Regions from separate parts of the Mus musculus genome. Here regions 2, 3 and 4 are each linked to region 1. The links are chromatin contacts, called in public Micro-C and promoter capture Hi-C maps. All regions are on one chromosome and are shown on one strand. The core of a region is the stretch at or near the end of the contact, and the rest is flanking DNA. Distances in the headings are between cores, read along the strand shown. Region 1 holds the start of Dlx1 (distal-less homeobox 1). Region 2 holds the start of Lrp2 (low density lipoprotein receptor-related protein 2). Region 3 overlaps Gm13707 (a long non-coding RNA gene). Region 4 holds the start of Ola1 (Obg-like ATPase 1).

What was found. Promoter capture Hi-C pulls out the DNA fragments that hold promoters and counts their contacts. A called contact is a pair of places that touch in the nucleus more often than the background predicts.
Region 2: a Micro-C map of embryonic stem cells shows a contact between it and region 1, with 13 times the contacts expected there. The contact joins the promoter of Lrp2 here to the promoter of Dlx1 in region 1. A contact is called at or near these places in 4 of 39 promoter capture datasets (embryonic stem cells and liver), 10 of 484 Hi-C or Micro-C datasets (all in embryonic stem cells), 3 of 115 datasets of contacts at active chromatin or transcription factors (all in embryonic stem cells) and 1 of 9 other capture datasets (embryonic stem cells).
Region 3: a contact with region 1 is called in a promoter capture Hi-C map of hippocampal neurons, with 6 times the contacts expected there. The contact joins the enhancer-like site here to the promoter of Dlx1 in region 1. A contact is called at or near these places in 5 of 39 promoter capture datasets (the C10 cell line, hippocampal neurons, liver and 1 more) and 1 of 9 other capture datasets (embryonic stem cells).
Region 4: a contact with region 1 is called in a promoter capture Hi-C map of liver, with 4 times the contacts expected there. The contact joins the promoter of Ola1 here to the promoter of Dlx1 in region 1. A contact is called at or near these places in 3 of 39 promoter capture datasets (hippocampal neurons and liver), 1 of 115 datasets of contacts at active chromatin or transcription factors (kidney) and 3 of 9 other capture datasets (adipose tissue, embryonic tail and liver).

What each region holds. Positions count from the first base shown.
Region 1 is chr2:71,528,037-71,531,136 of GRCm38.p6, forward strand. Dlx1 (distal-less homeobox 1) reads left to right here and starts at 1,409. Exons shown (of 3, transcript NM_010053.2): 1 at 1,409-2,270; 2 at 2,921-3,100. The coding sequence starts at 1,958. It also overlaps Dlx1as.
Region 2 is chr2:69,584,378-69,587,477 of GRCm38.p6, forward strand. It overlaps Lrp2 (low density lipoprotein receptor-related protein 2), which reads right to left and starts at 1,652. Exons shown (of 79, transcript NM_001081088.2): 1 at 1,438-1,652. The coding sequence starts at 1,516.
Region 3 is chr2:73,394,075-73,397,174 of GRCm38.p6, forward strand. The region is part of intron 2 of Gm13707 (a long non-coding RNA gene); the gene reads left to right. Among named protein-coding and RNA genes, the nearest start is that of Gm13707, 8.8 kb to the left of the region's middle. Within about 2 kb of position 1,622, at least 7 of the 459 cell types and tissues checked have an H3K27ac peak or open chromatin away from gene starts, as enhancers often do.
Region 4 is chr2:73,212,810-73,215,909 of GRCm38.p6, forward strand. It overlaps Ola1 (Obg-like ATPase 1), which reads right to left and starts at 1,638. Exons shown (of 11, transcript NM_025942.2): 1 at 1,477-1,638; 2 at 51-151. The coding sequence starts at 151.

The sequences.
Region 1 (3,100 bases), core at 159-2,658:
ATCCCCTGTACTCATATCTGTAACGACATCACCGATGTAATTTGTTTTGAATGTTCATTTTTATTGGTGTTCCCTCTGCCAAAATGTGCTTGATTACAGAGGTCTCCCTGTGATCACTGTGCACTCCAGATAGGGGAAGGTGCCGCGGCGCAGGTTCAGCTCAGGCCAGATCAAATCCCCGGGCTGTTTAACGCTGAAAGGCTGCATGTTGCTATTAGTGTTAAATATATGGCTAATTATGCGTATGAAAATTAAACATCAGTGTTATGCTAATGGGGCGCCTTCAGCTGCGGATCTGAGCACTTGAGACTACCATTTAATCAAATGAATCAGTAACTAATACGTGTGCACGTGTGAACTTTCACAAGATCATTTCCCCCGGTCCCCGTCACACCGCTAAATTATGAAAGAAATAATTATCAACACTTTCTAATTACCTAACAAAGTAATTTGGGATTCATCGTGGGGCTGGCGGGATTGGGAACCAACAGTCCCTAGCAACCAGCGTAGTTTGCGCCACGCGAGGTGGTGTGTGGTAGTAGTGGGGGGGTGGAGTGCGAGAGAATCTTTTGTGCACTTTTCAACACTTGCACCCAGATGGTAGACAGCGCGCTTTGGCAGCTCTTTCCTTCACCAGCTTCCCCACCTCACCCCCGGGCCCGGAGGCTCCAGCTTTGGCCACTGGAGGTGAGGAAGAGATCGGGCGACAGAGAGGGGCATATCTAAACACAAATATTCAAGCCTACCACTGATCAGGATTTGCTGAGGGTGTCGGTGTCTCCCTAGGACTCCCAAACCCCAAGTACTCTGGCCAGACCCCAGGAGGTCGGAAAATGACCACCTGGCAGGAGTTCGATGCACCAGCCACCAGGCGACTGCGGGCCCTCAGGACTCCACGCTGAGCCGCGCCCTCGGGGCGAGTGAGCCCGGGGCTCGTGGCTCAGGGGGAGTGGAGAGGGGAGGGGGAGGCAGGAAGGTTGGGAGGGAAAGGAGGGGGGAGGCGGTGCGGCCGCCTTTCCTGGGTGGAGAAGCGTGGGTTCCTGGCTCTCCACGCGCACTGCTTTGATCAGACCCGTGCAGCCTCGAGCTGGAGTGGCCAGCTGGGCCTGGAGAGATGCGAGCAAGCCCCTGGGAACGGTGGCAACGGCGGGGCGGCGGCCGAGTGAGTGAGTTGGGCCAGAGGGCCCCCAAACCCAGATCCCCGGGATGTGGCCGAGAGAACCCCAACCTGGGAGGCGCGGCCTGGAGCGCGCTGAGCTAGGCACAAGACGCTCAGAAGGACCGCTGGCTGCAGGCTACCTGGGTTGTCGCCCAGTGCGCGACTCCGCGATCCAGAGACCGCGGCCGGACTCTGGAGCGGCGCTCCGCACCGGACTAGGTGACCTCAAGAAGAAGTGGTCCGGGGTCCCAGGCGTTGGGGGCGGGCGAAGGGTGGGGACAGCAAGGGGGAGGGCGACGGCAGGGCGCGGCTGGTTGGTTTCTGGGGCGGGAAGCGCGCGAGGGAGGCGGGAGGCTGGAGTCGCGCGCCTTCGAGGTTCCTGCGCGGACGCCGCAGCCCATTGTGCGTCCCGCTCCGCGCGCTCTGTTGCAGAGGAGCCCCGGCCGGGACGTGTGGACCGGATTCTCCCCAGGCCGGGCCGCGTCGCCCGCTCTAGTCCAGCCGAGCCCGAGCTTCTCGGACCAATCCCCGGTGATTATGCAAGAGAGCCGACCAATCAGCTCCACCAGCTCATGAATATTTATGACCTTGGCTGAGTCAAAGCTTTGAACCGAGTTTGGGGAGCTCGGCAGCATCATGCTTAGACTTTTCAAAGAGACAAACTCCATTTTCTTATGAATGGAAAGTGAAAACCCCTGTTCCGCTTAAATTGGGTTCCTTCCTGTCCTGAGAAACATAGAGACCCCCAAAAGGGAAGCAGAGGAGAGAAAGACCCACACCCAGACCCCGCGAGAAGAGATGACCATGACCACCATGCCAGAAAGTCTCAACAGCCCCGTGTCGGGCAAGGCTGTGTTTATGGAGTTTGGGCCGCCCAACCAGCAAATGTCTCCTTCTCCCATGTCCCACGGGCACTACTCCATGCACTGTTTACACTCGGCGGGCCATTCGCAGCCCGACGGTGCCTACAGTTCGGCCTCATCCTTCTCCCGACCGCTGGGCTACCCCTACGTCAACTCGGTCAGCAGCCACGCGTCCAGCCCCTACATCAGTTCCGTGCAGTCCTACCCCGGCAGCGCCAGCCTCGCCCAGAGCCGCCTGGAGGACCCAGGTACGTGCGCTTGCCAGGGACAAGGAGAGAAGGGAAGGAGAATAGGAGAGAGGGGGAGAAGGGGAGGGGGAAAGAGAAAAGACAAGAGAGTGTGGGGTAGAGAGGTGGGTGGGGGTGGGGAAAGCGCGGAAGTAGTAGAGGTTTCGGATATCAATCTGTGGATCCTTGTCACTGAAAAGAAAAAAATTATAAGTCAATTCAATTTACAACTGTCCAGCAAAGGATAAATCCGAGCGCGTCTCCTGGCACTGGCTGGGCCTCTGGGCCGCTCGGTGCGCCGAGCACACAATGCCCTGCTGGAAAACAGAAACCCACATGTGCACGTATTAGTCTCGGTAATTATTTATTGCGTAGCGCTATAAACAATGTATGCAATTAAGGGTAATTAAACCTCAACTACCGCCTGCAAAAAATAGCAAACTTTCTCTGCAAAGGCAATAGCTGCGCTCTTGGGAACGACCCAATTCTGTCTGCAGCAGCCAGGGACGTGCGCTCGGACCTTGAGGGACCTTCGCAGTCTTTCAGGGTTTCTTGAACGTTCTTTTCCGGACCCTACTTCTGCCAACCCATCCATAGACATTCATTCTCGTCCCTCCTCACTAAAGGCAGTGCAGCATTAACAAGGGTCTCTGCTTCTGTTGTCCCTCCAGGGGCGGACTCCGAGAAGAGTACGGTGGTGGAAGGCGGCGAGGTGCGCTTTAACGGCAAAGGGAAAAAGATCCGTAAACCCAGGACAATTTATTCCAGTTTGCAGTTGCAGGCTTTGAACCGGAGGTTCCAACAAACTCAGTACTTAGCTCTGCCTGAGAGGGCGGAGCTGGCGGCCTCCT
Region 2 (3,100 bases), core at 402-2,901, 1.9 Mb before region 1:
GTTAGACATCTTCTCTTGCCGCCCACCCCTCCTTTTCGAAAGATTTTTGCAAAGCCTGGTGGATTTGTTGGCGCTCCCAAACTTCCCAGGAAGTCTGAGATGGGTGCTGCCTGGAGCTGCTGTATAATTACTTACTTGATTCCCTCTAAGGAGCTTACGCTAAGAATTGAGGAAAGAAAGCAGATTAACCATTTGAATACATGCCACGGCCCATCCACAAGCCCTCCCCTCTCTCCTCTCTATAAATGGGGGCTTCCACAGTCCTCACCCATCAACCCCAATATGTGATCTAGGGAAATCAATTTATTGCTTTGACTAATCCTGCAACAATAGGGGTTTCATTTTTATTGTAGGGCAATTAAGTTGTCCGACGGGAAAGAGCGGGAGGGGAAGTGGGGACTGGCCCATCCCCACAGACAGATTAGTCCCTGCAGAGGCTGCAGCGTCCGTTCTGTCTGTCTGGTGGTCGGTCACACGCAGCACCAGGCTGCTACCTAGCAACGAAAGCCAGGGAGAGAGCTCGTGGGTTCTCCTTGAGTCAGTCTCTCTCTCTCTCTCTCTCTCTCTCTCTCTCTCTCTCTCTCTCTCTCTCCCTCCCTCCCTCCCTCCCTCCCTCCCTCCTTCCTCACTTTGCTTTCCCGTTTTCTCCATTCCTTTCAACTTGTCTCTCATTTTCTTCTCTTATAGTTTTCTATTCTAAATAATTTCCTCCCTTTCCTCTCTCTCCCTGTTTCACGGGGAAGGAAAAAAAAAAAACCTCCCGGACAACTTGAAAAAGTTTGTAGTCACTTTAGAAACTTTCTGCATTCCAGTCCCCAAACTCAGGCGCAGCTAACCAGCTCCATTCATCAACACAAAAGCACCCGCTCTGGGTAGGAAAGGGAAAGCCTTCAAGAAAAGTACTCTAGTGTATCAGCCGCTTCCTCTGCCAATCCCACCTCCCCGCCTTATCTGGGCTCGTAAACGATCGGTATCATGAGATGCGGTCTCATGGGGGTCACCGCGGGACAGGGTTTCGCCACTGATGGAAGGAGGCTCTGGCCGGCGGCCCCTGGCGCACGGTGGGATCGGATCTCCCGCGCCGGCTGGACGCTGCAGGTGGAAAGCGGCGCTGGGAGCGGCGTGGAGGACCGCCCCGCCCCAGCCAGAAGAAAGCTGCAGACCCACGCGGGAGACCCTCGTACTCCAGGTTCCATCCTGGAAAGCCTTGAGGGTCAGGACTAATTCCCGTGGGAACAAAGGCACGATAGCCGTGGGACGAGCTGTCACCGAAACCGGTGCGTCCGCGTTCCCCAACCAGTACAAGAAGCGGCGCTGCAGTCATCTCTCCTGGGGTCACCGGAGCGCTCAGCCGGAGCAGCTCCGCAGCCGCCCACCCTCGTCCGGCTCAGCTCCGCAGCGACTATGGTGGCGTAGCGCGGGCAGGTGACCGCTTACCTTGGCCACTGACTGGCGCCAGGCAGGCAGCGATCGCCAGCAGCAGCATCCATGCCGCCGCCGCGGCCCCGCGCTCCATCGCGGAGACGGCCCCGGGCCTCGCCGTTCCTTCCCCGGGAGGTGGGCGCGCGTCGCAGCGGGCACAGGCAGGTTACTCCGCTCCGGAACAGGAGTCTTGCTCAGCAGCAGTCGCTGGCTCCTAGAGGCAGAAAGCCGGTCCCGGCGCCTGAGGCATCCCGTTTTCTACCCGCGCCAGTCCCCACCCTCCAGACAGTGCATAAAGCCCTCTAGACCAGACCGCCCCGGAACTAGCATGCGGGAATCCAGTGGGCCAGGCCCCCTACTGCCCGGCCCGCCCCCTGCACTTTGCGACTCTGGGAGGAGTGGGCCCTCGGACACTTGCGCGCTAGCACATGCACACTCCACAAGCGCGCTCGCTCGTGCATGCTCTCACCCAGGAGCACAGGCTCCGGGAACACAAAACTGCCTCCCACGCTGGCGAGCGCCCACCCCTCGCTCGCACGAGCACACACACTCCAAGGTCCTATTCAATCACTGACAATAATCGCCGCTGCTCACATTCGGAGCAAGGGCTTGGCCTCGCCACTCAGAGGGATGGCTAGACGGGGCGAGGAAGAAATTGGCCACGGACACAAACTCTAAAACGTTATCACCGGTGGGAAGGAATGGAGAAAGGGGGGAAGTCAAGAGCAGCGACTAAAAAAAGAAAGAAAGAAAGAAAGAAAGAAAGAGAAAAGATGAAAAGGGAAAGAAAAAGAACAAATGGGGAAAGGGGAGCAAGGAAAGGGGAAGAGAAAGAAGGGGGAAGAAAAGAAAAGGCAGAGGGTGTTTTAGTGCGGGTCTTTCATCTCAACACTCGGGAGACAGAGACAAGTGGATCTCTGTGAGTTTGAGGCCAACCTGGTCCACACAGTTCCAGGACAGCCTGGGCTATGTAGAAAGAACCTGTCTCAAAAAGAAGGGAAGAGGGAGGGAGGGAGGGAGGGAGGGAGGGAGGGAGGGAGGGAGGGAGGGAGGGAGGGAGGGAGGGAGGACCAGAAAAAAGCTGGACAGAGCCAAGCCGCCTGACCTCCTTGCCTCGGTGTGAACTCGCTAAGCTGCCTCGGGGCCCTCCTCCCCCTGACAGGGTGCAGGCTACCCAGATGGGGTAGCTTGTGTTTTTATAGTCAGAGAGGAGATTCTATCATTGCTCTGGAGGCCATAACTATCTGGCTCCCCAAGCGTCAGGTGTCAGTCATGCCAGACAGCGTCTCCTACAGTTCTGTTCATTTCGAAACAAAACTTGGGGGAGGGGTTGTTTTCTCCGCAATGCCAATAATGAGAGAAACACCAGGAATTCGGGAGAACTCTATGGTTCCCCTCGGGGACCACACTGAACCTGTTAACTGGGAGACAACCCTCTTTAAGAGAGTGGACCTTACACGAGCCCTTCAGACCCCGGTCTTCAGTTCCGCAGTGCCGAGACGAGTCAGTCGGTGCAATTGGTTGCTCTAGGAGCCCCACCGGAGGACCCGGCTGATTCTCAGCCTGATCATCCCAGAATCTTCTGCCCCAGTCGCTGCAGCAAGCCCATAGAGCCCTAGACCATTTTCCTAGAGTCGTTTTCCTTAAGCAAAAGGGCTGTGATGTAGGAAAGGCGGCT
Region 3 (3,100 bases), core at 372-2,871, 1.9 Mb after region 1:
GGGCCTCGGTGTCAGCTCCTCGGTCCCCTCTCTACCTTCTGGAGACTGTCACTTAAACCAGTGCAGCCAGGTTTACAATTCTCCCCAGTTGTTCCAACAGTCAATAGTCATCCTAGCAAAAGAGCCATCTTGGAAATGAAGTTACCTGTGCTCAGAACCAAGCCCTGCCGGGCTTGTTTTCTTCTTTCCAGATGACTGGTACTTAGGTGGGCCCAAGTGATGATTCTTCTTCCCAGCATCTGCCTTCCCATTTGTCACCACACCCCTCCCAGAGGAAGGGGGAGGGGAGTAAGGTGAGATGGAAAGAGCTACTTAGGCTGCTGGCAGATGGCAGGCGGTCCTTTCCTACCTCACTAACCTGTGCCCTTTTCTTCCAAGTCAGCTTCCTCAGTATAACAGCACACACTGGTACATATTCCTGCCATTTGGAATATATCCTCCCTGGAATAGCCCAGAAGTCCACTGCCCTGAGATCTTGGATTCCAAATCTCAGACTCTCCTCTGTGCCATGCTGTGCATCCCTTTGCAGTGTTCTACATAAAGGCAAGGTTTATGATCTACAACATCTCAGGCCACAGAGATCCTACCTGTCACAGAGTCCTGGCCACCCCACAGAAGTGCCCAAAACAGCATCAGGAATTGAGAGGCAGAGGCAGGGGATATAGCTCCTTTGGTAGAGTGTTTGCCTCATATGCGTGGTACACTGGGTTCCATCCTCAGGACCGCATAAATTGGCTGGAGTGGTATACACCTACATCGTCAACAATTAGGGAGTAGAGGCAGGAAGATCAGAAGTTCAAAGGTCATTTTTGGCTATAGAGCAACTATAAGACCTTGTCTTTCAGAAGGGAAGGAAGGGAAGAATAGATGGAGGGAGGAAGGAAGCAGGAAAGGACAGACAGGAAGGGGGGGGAGGAAGGAGGAGAGGGAAGGACGAAGGAAGGATTGATTGATTGATTGTGTCTGAAGCTTTCTTCCACTTTCTTACAGCCTCATGTTCTAAGAGTACTCAATGTTCCCTCTTTTCACATAAACCTCAACCCAGCCAACCCAAGTTACCTTTTTCCTTCAAGCCTTGCGAGTCACTGCAGTTACAGTTTGCACTTCTGTCCTGGGCATAAGCACTGCATTACTTAGGAGTGACAAACTCAGGCTTCTGCAGGAGATTTATGCATCGGTCGCCAGGAGCCAGCATGTGCCTTGACCCAGGTGAATGGACTCTCTGCCTATCCAGACACCTTGCTGACTCTAGTAGAGTAGCCACTGGGGATTCCTAGATGACGTGTCTCCTGAGGAGAACCCGGCTTCTGGCAGCCCTTCCTCACTCTTCAGAACTGTTGGGCTCTTTGGTAGGCACTGGACTGTCTAGAAAATCTTAAAGCATATTGTGTTTGTTTAATTTCTACTGTTCACATAATGAATTACAAAGACTGCAGTGACTTGAAACCTCGTGAACTCACTGCTTTACAACTCTGGAAGTCAGTGGCCCCACACCTGGGTTAGAGTCAAAGCCTCCATAGGGCTGCTCTCTTCCAAAGGTTTTAGGGAAGCGTTGCAGCCCAGGTTCTAGAAGCCACCCACGTTCCTTGGCCTTTGACCCTCTTCCTCAATTTTCAAAACCAACAGTGTTGCAAAGCCCTGGCCTTTCTTCCATGGCATCATGTTCCTGTGACCGCAGCTCATGCACACAGTCTCTACTTTGAATGTTTATGCTGGGTTCACCTGGGTAATCCCGGAAGCTCTCTCCATCTCAAGGCCCCTGGCTAATCACTCATCGGCTTTGAGTGCTTCCTTGAGTCCCTCTGTCGTGTAAGTTCACAGGCTCTGCATACTCCGTCATCCAAATGCACTGGTTTCTGGCTGTCCTTGTAAGTTCTTGTTTTCTGTCTCCACCTGTCTGTCTCTTCAATTTCAGGGACAACACTTTATCCCAAGACTCTGCTTCTCTGATAGATCTAGTGAAGTTGTTGGGTTTTAGTATTATTATCATCATTATTATTCATTAGAATGGCACTTCCCAGCTCCTTCCTTATTTGTTGAAACTGGAATCACAACCAGACCTCTCCAGCTGCCCTCTTTTTAATGTCGCTCCTCTCATTGCCGTGTGCTCAGAAGCTCAGAGCAGGACGTTATGTCAGACTCTCTGCCAGGCACATTTGTTCTTCATAACGTTTGAGAATTTCTTCTTGTAACCTTTTTCTCTCCAGCTTTTCATTCTGACATTCGAGATACTCTAAACTTCATGTTGCCTCCCGCTTCTTAACTTGAAAATAACAATAATGCCCTATTGCTTAACGGAGATCATTTAAAAGTAACACTTTGTCGAGTTGGGTGCTGGAGATGGGTGTGCAGAAGAGAAGGTCCCCCTCCACCGTCTTGCACCCATTGAACCCTGAATTCCTGAGAAATGGCTTTCCTCTGCATTTGAATCGTCCTCGCCTCTTTTGGAAACCCTCTCTGGCTTTCCTCTCACAACCCCAGACTTCATCTTCCTCTCACAACCCCAGTTGCCCCTCCTTTGAATCTCTCTCTTTCCATTTTCACTCCTCTTTCCAATAGTCCTCTTCTTACCGGTGAAATTTGAAGAATGTCAATGAGGCTGGCCTTTCTTCCCAGCAGTTTCCATCTGTGTCACCTGCCCACTCACCCCCTGGGACTCCCAGAAGCTTCATGTCATTGGATTGGCCCAATCAGTCCTACCTCAGCCTCTAAGAAGAGCTTTGCCATCTATCATCTGGGTAACCTTCCTCTCCCTTTTTGTTCTCCATCCAGTACCTCCTCCATGCCAAGCTACAAGCCACAGCTTCTTCCTAGTCATCCAGTTCTTACAGGTTTTTTTTTTCCGTCCTCAGTATTCTTCCAGTTTTACACGGCATTTTATAGACCTGGTTATAGAATTTTGTGGTGAGCTAGTTCACTTCTTTCCTTACAAGGGTGAGATCATCTATTGGACTAGGATTGCATAAGCCTTCAAGTAAATGTCTGTTTTGTCTTTAACATTCTGGTTTGACATCTTACATGGATTTTCTTGTGGGTGGTTGCAACTTCCCCACACGCTGTTCCTTTGTTTCACTTTCAGTGTGGAAATACTGGCCAGACT
Region 4 (3,100 bases), core at 388-2,887, 1.7 Mb after region 1:
GACACAAAGTTTACAAAATCAAAATAAGAAAAGTCCCAATTTTTACTTACCCAACATTTGGCAATCCAACGATACCAATTTTCAGTGAGGTTCCAAATCTTCCAATAATTGGAGGCGGTTTAATTCCATCTCCTCCCTTTTTCGGGGGCATCTAAAATATCAAAATGAACTTTTAAGACTCCCCTATAAACAAAACACATGTCTGTATACAGAATATATTACTGGGTAGTAGACAAGAAAACCTACTGTCTGTACCAATCCACAACTAAAATATGAGCAAAACCCATACTTTTTTTGAGGGGAGGGTCTCTGTAAACAGATCTGATTCTAAAATGTGTACATGTATCACTTCTGAGTAGTCCCAGAAACACTGCAGCAGCGGGAATCAAAGATAAACTTAAAACTTAGTTCCAATCCTCCGTGCTGGCTGCCGACAACCGCCTTCTTAACCTGTCATAGTATTTGAAGGAAAGCATTTGGAAGGAGAAGAGACACAAGTCTAAGGAAGCCCATTACAGAAACACCAGCAACCATGTCACCTCTCGCCAATCATTCCTCCACCGCTTGGAACCCGCCTCTCTCCACAACTCAGCGTTCACCACACTGATGGTCACTACTAGGCCTGGAGGTCCTTCGAAGCCAGACCTTTTTGCCTTTGACACTGTAGGTAAGCTTACCGTCAGTCCTTATTAAACAGTTTTTGAAACCCACACTCTACACTGGATACTTTGAAGGCACTCACCTTGTCGTTCCTTTTCAAGATCCAACCTAGAGCTTTCATGTATGCTAAAAGCAAGCGCTCTACCAGTAGGCTATATACAGCCCTATTTCAAATACCTTTTGATTGACAAGTCCAAACTTTCTGTCTTTTCTTGTCCTGGCTCCAAGGTCCACTGTGCAAAATTGATCTCACTTTTAACACTGCAACAGGAACCTACGAGGAACTGCAACCTTGCGCGTCTTAGAACCTGGAAACTAAAACTGTCCCTGCCTTCTGGCTGGTTGGACCTCCTAGAGCCACGCTGCTCCTCCCTCCTTCTCCCCACTCCGCCTGCTCCAGAAGTGATACTCCAACCTGTAATCCCAGACCGGGAGGCCAAGGATCTCCCATTTTGGGGATCCTGACACCTGTTCCGGGCCTCCAATGAACAGCTGCATGGGGAGAGCCCGTCCAGTCCTGGAGCCTACAAGGGGTGACCTACAAGGGGTGCCCCCGCAGTCCAGCCAAGCAGGACCTCCGCACACCACCCTTCCCCTCCTGACCCGGCATTGGCGTCCCGCCCTGAGGCAAGACTTTCCCCCAGACTGCGGCGAGAGCCAATCTCGTGGCCGCGCGGCCTAGTCCGAGGGCGCCTCATTCATCCACATGCCCCAAGCTGTCCGCTGCCCTCAGCCCGTCCCGGCGGCCGGTCTCCGGCCTAGCGCCAGCCTCGGAACCACTGGCCCGGGAGCCCACGGGCTCCTTCGGGGACTCACCGTGCACCGGGCTAACGATCGCACGGGGTCCCGGACTGCAAAGACCGGTGTCGCCGGCAGCCGGAGGTGGGGAAGAAGGCGGAGAGAGCGCAAGCCCGGCCCTCCGCCGAGCCGCACGCACGACGGCAGAGGCGACGGAACGGGCGGGCCGGGGCGGCACCTGTGCGCAGGCCACGCCCCCACAGGGTCACGCCCATTGGCCCGGATGCCCGGGCCCGGATGGGCGGGGCCTACGAGGAGGAGGGCGCTCAGCAGCACCGGGTTTCTGCGTCTCTCTACACGTGGGCTTCCACCGAGCCTCCAGGTTTCTTTCAGCTCCACTGCTCCGGTTCCGGGCTCCTGCTTCGTCTGGGATCTATCTTGTCCCTGACTGATCGTGCCCAGATCAGCCTTTGCTACCTGCACGGAGCCGCCCTTCTCCCCTTTCCAGTAACTTCTTTCAGATGGGTTAACGATGAGAAGCCATTAAACTTTCTTCAAGGGAAAAATGGACCAAGGAAAATTTCGGATCCAAGACGCACTTAACAGCCACAGAAGTGCATAAAACATTTAAAGAGTCACCATCTTCTTCCTCGTCGCCGCACATACATCCCTTTCCTCTGCGAGGTTAAGAACTATGAGAAGGAAACATGATTTCTTCCTGGTTCTAAAATGAGACTACTGCGATCCATCTCATAAGGCTATTGGTAGGATTAAATCAAATAATATGTATAAAGTCACCTTCTAACTACACTATGAGCTCCACTGGGACAAAAAGGTGTTTATTAGGTTTTCTCCAATGACTTTCAAGTATTTGTTACAGTGAATGTCCAGAAATTATAATTTTTTTTCAAACATACCAGTTGCAAATAAAAGAAAAGAGTGTGAATTGGTTGCTAATCCCCAATTTGCAGATGACAGAATAGTATCAGAAAAGTATCAGGTAAAGTTTCACAACTAAACTAGTGACAGAAGACACATGTCAAACCCTGATCTCTCTGCAAAAATCTGAGTTTTTTTTTTTAATTATGTTTATTGCCTATTGTATGTGTGCTTGTGTGGATTCGCTCTTGTATACAACAGTTCTGGTGAGGTCAAAGAACAGCTTGGAGTCAGTTCTCTCGTACTTTGCAGGTTCTGAGAATGAAACTCAGATTCGTAAGGCTTAGCAGCAAGCACCTCTCCATACTGAGCCATCTCACAGATCTAGAACTCTTCACTTTCTGTCAGAAACTTTTTGAATGGTGTGACTGACAAGCAGCAGCTGAGCCACTGTTTGTAATAAAATTGCATTAAGGTTTTTCTGTCACCCCGTGAGAGTGATCTTAGGAAAGCCTTAGAGCTCTTTTGATACATTTTAAAGACAGGGTCTTTGTCTTTAGTTTTGCTATTGGTTAAAGATTGTTACTGTCAAAGCAGTCACGTAAGTCCTTACTTTCTACAGTTACTAATGCACTACACACTCAGCCTAGTATCCTTGTCATCATTGTATGTGTAAAATAGACCCCAGGGATAAGCAGTACACAGCTTGTAACCGCCATCGAGCTAACGCACATGAACAGCACAGAGGTCTGAGACATTAAAAAATAACGCTATTTTCAATTACTCTGATCCCCCCCCACACACACACACACACACATATCAT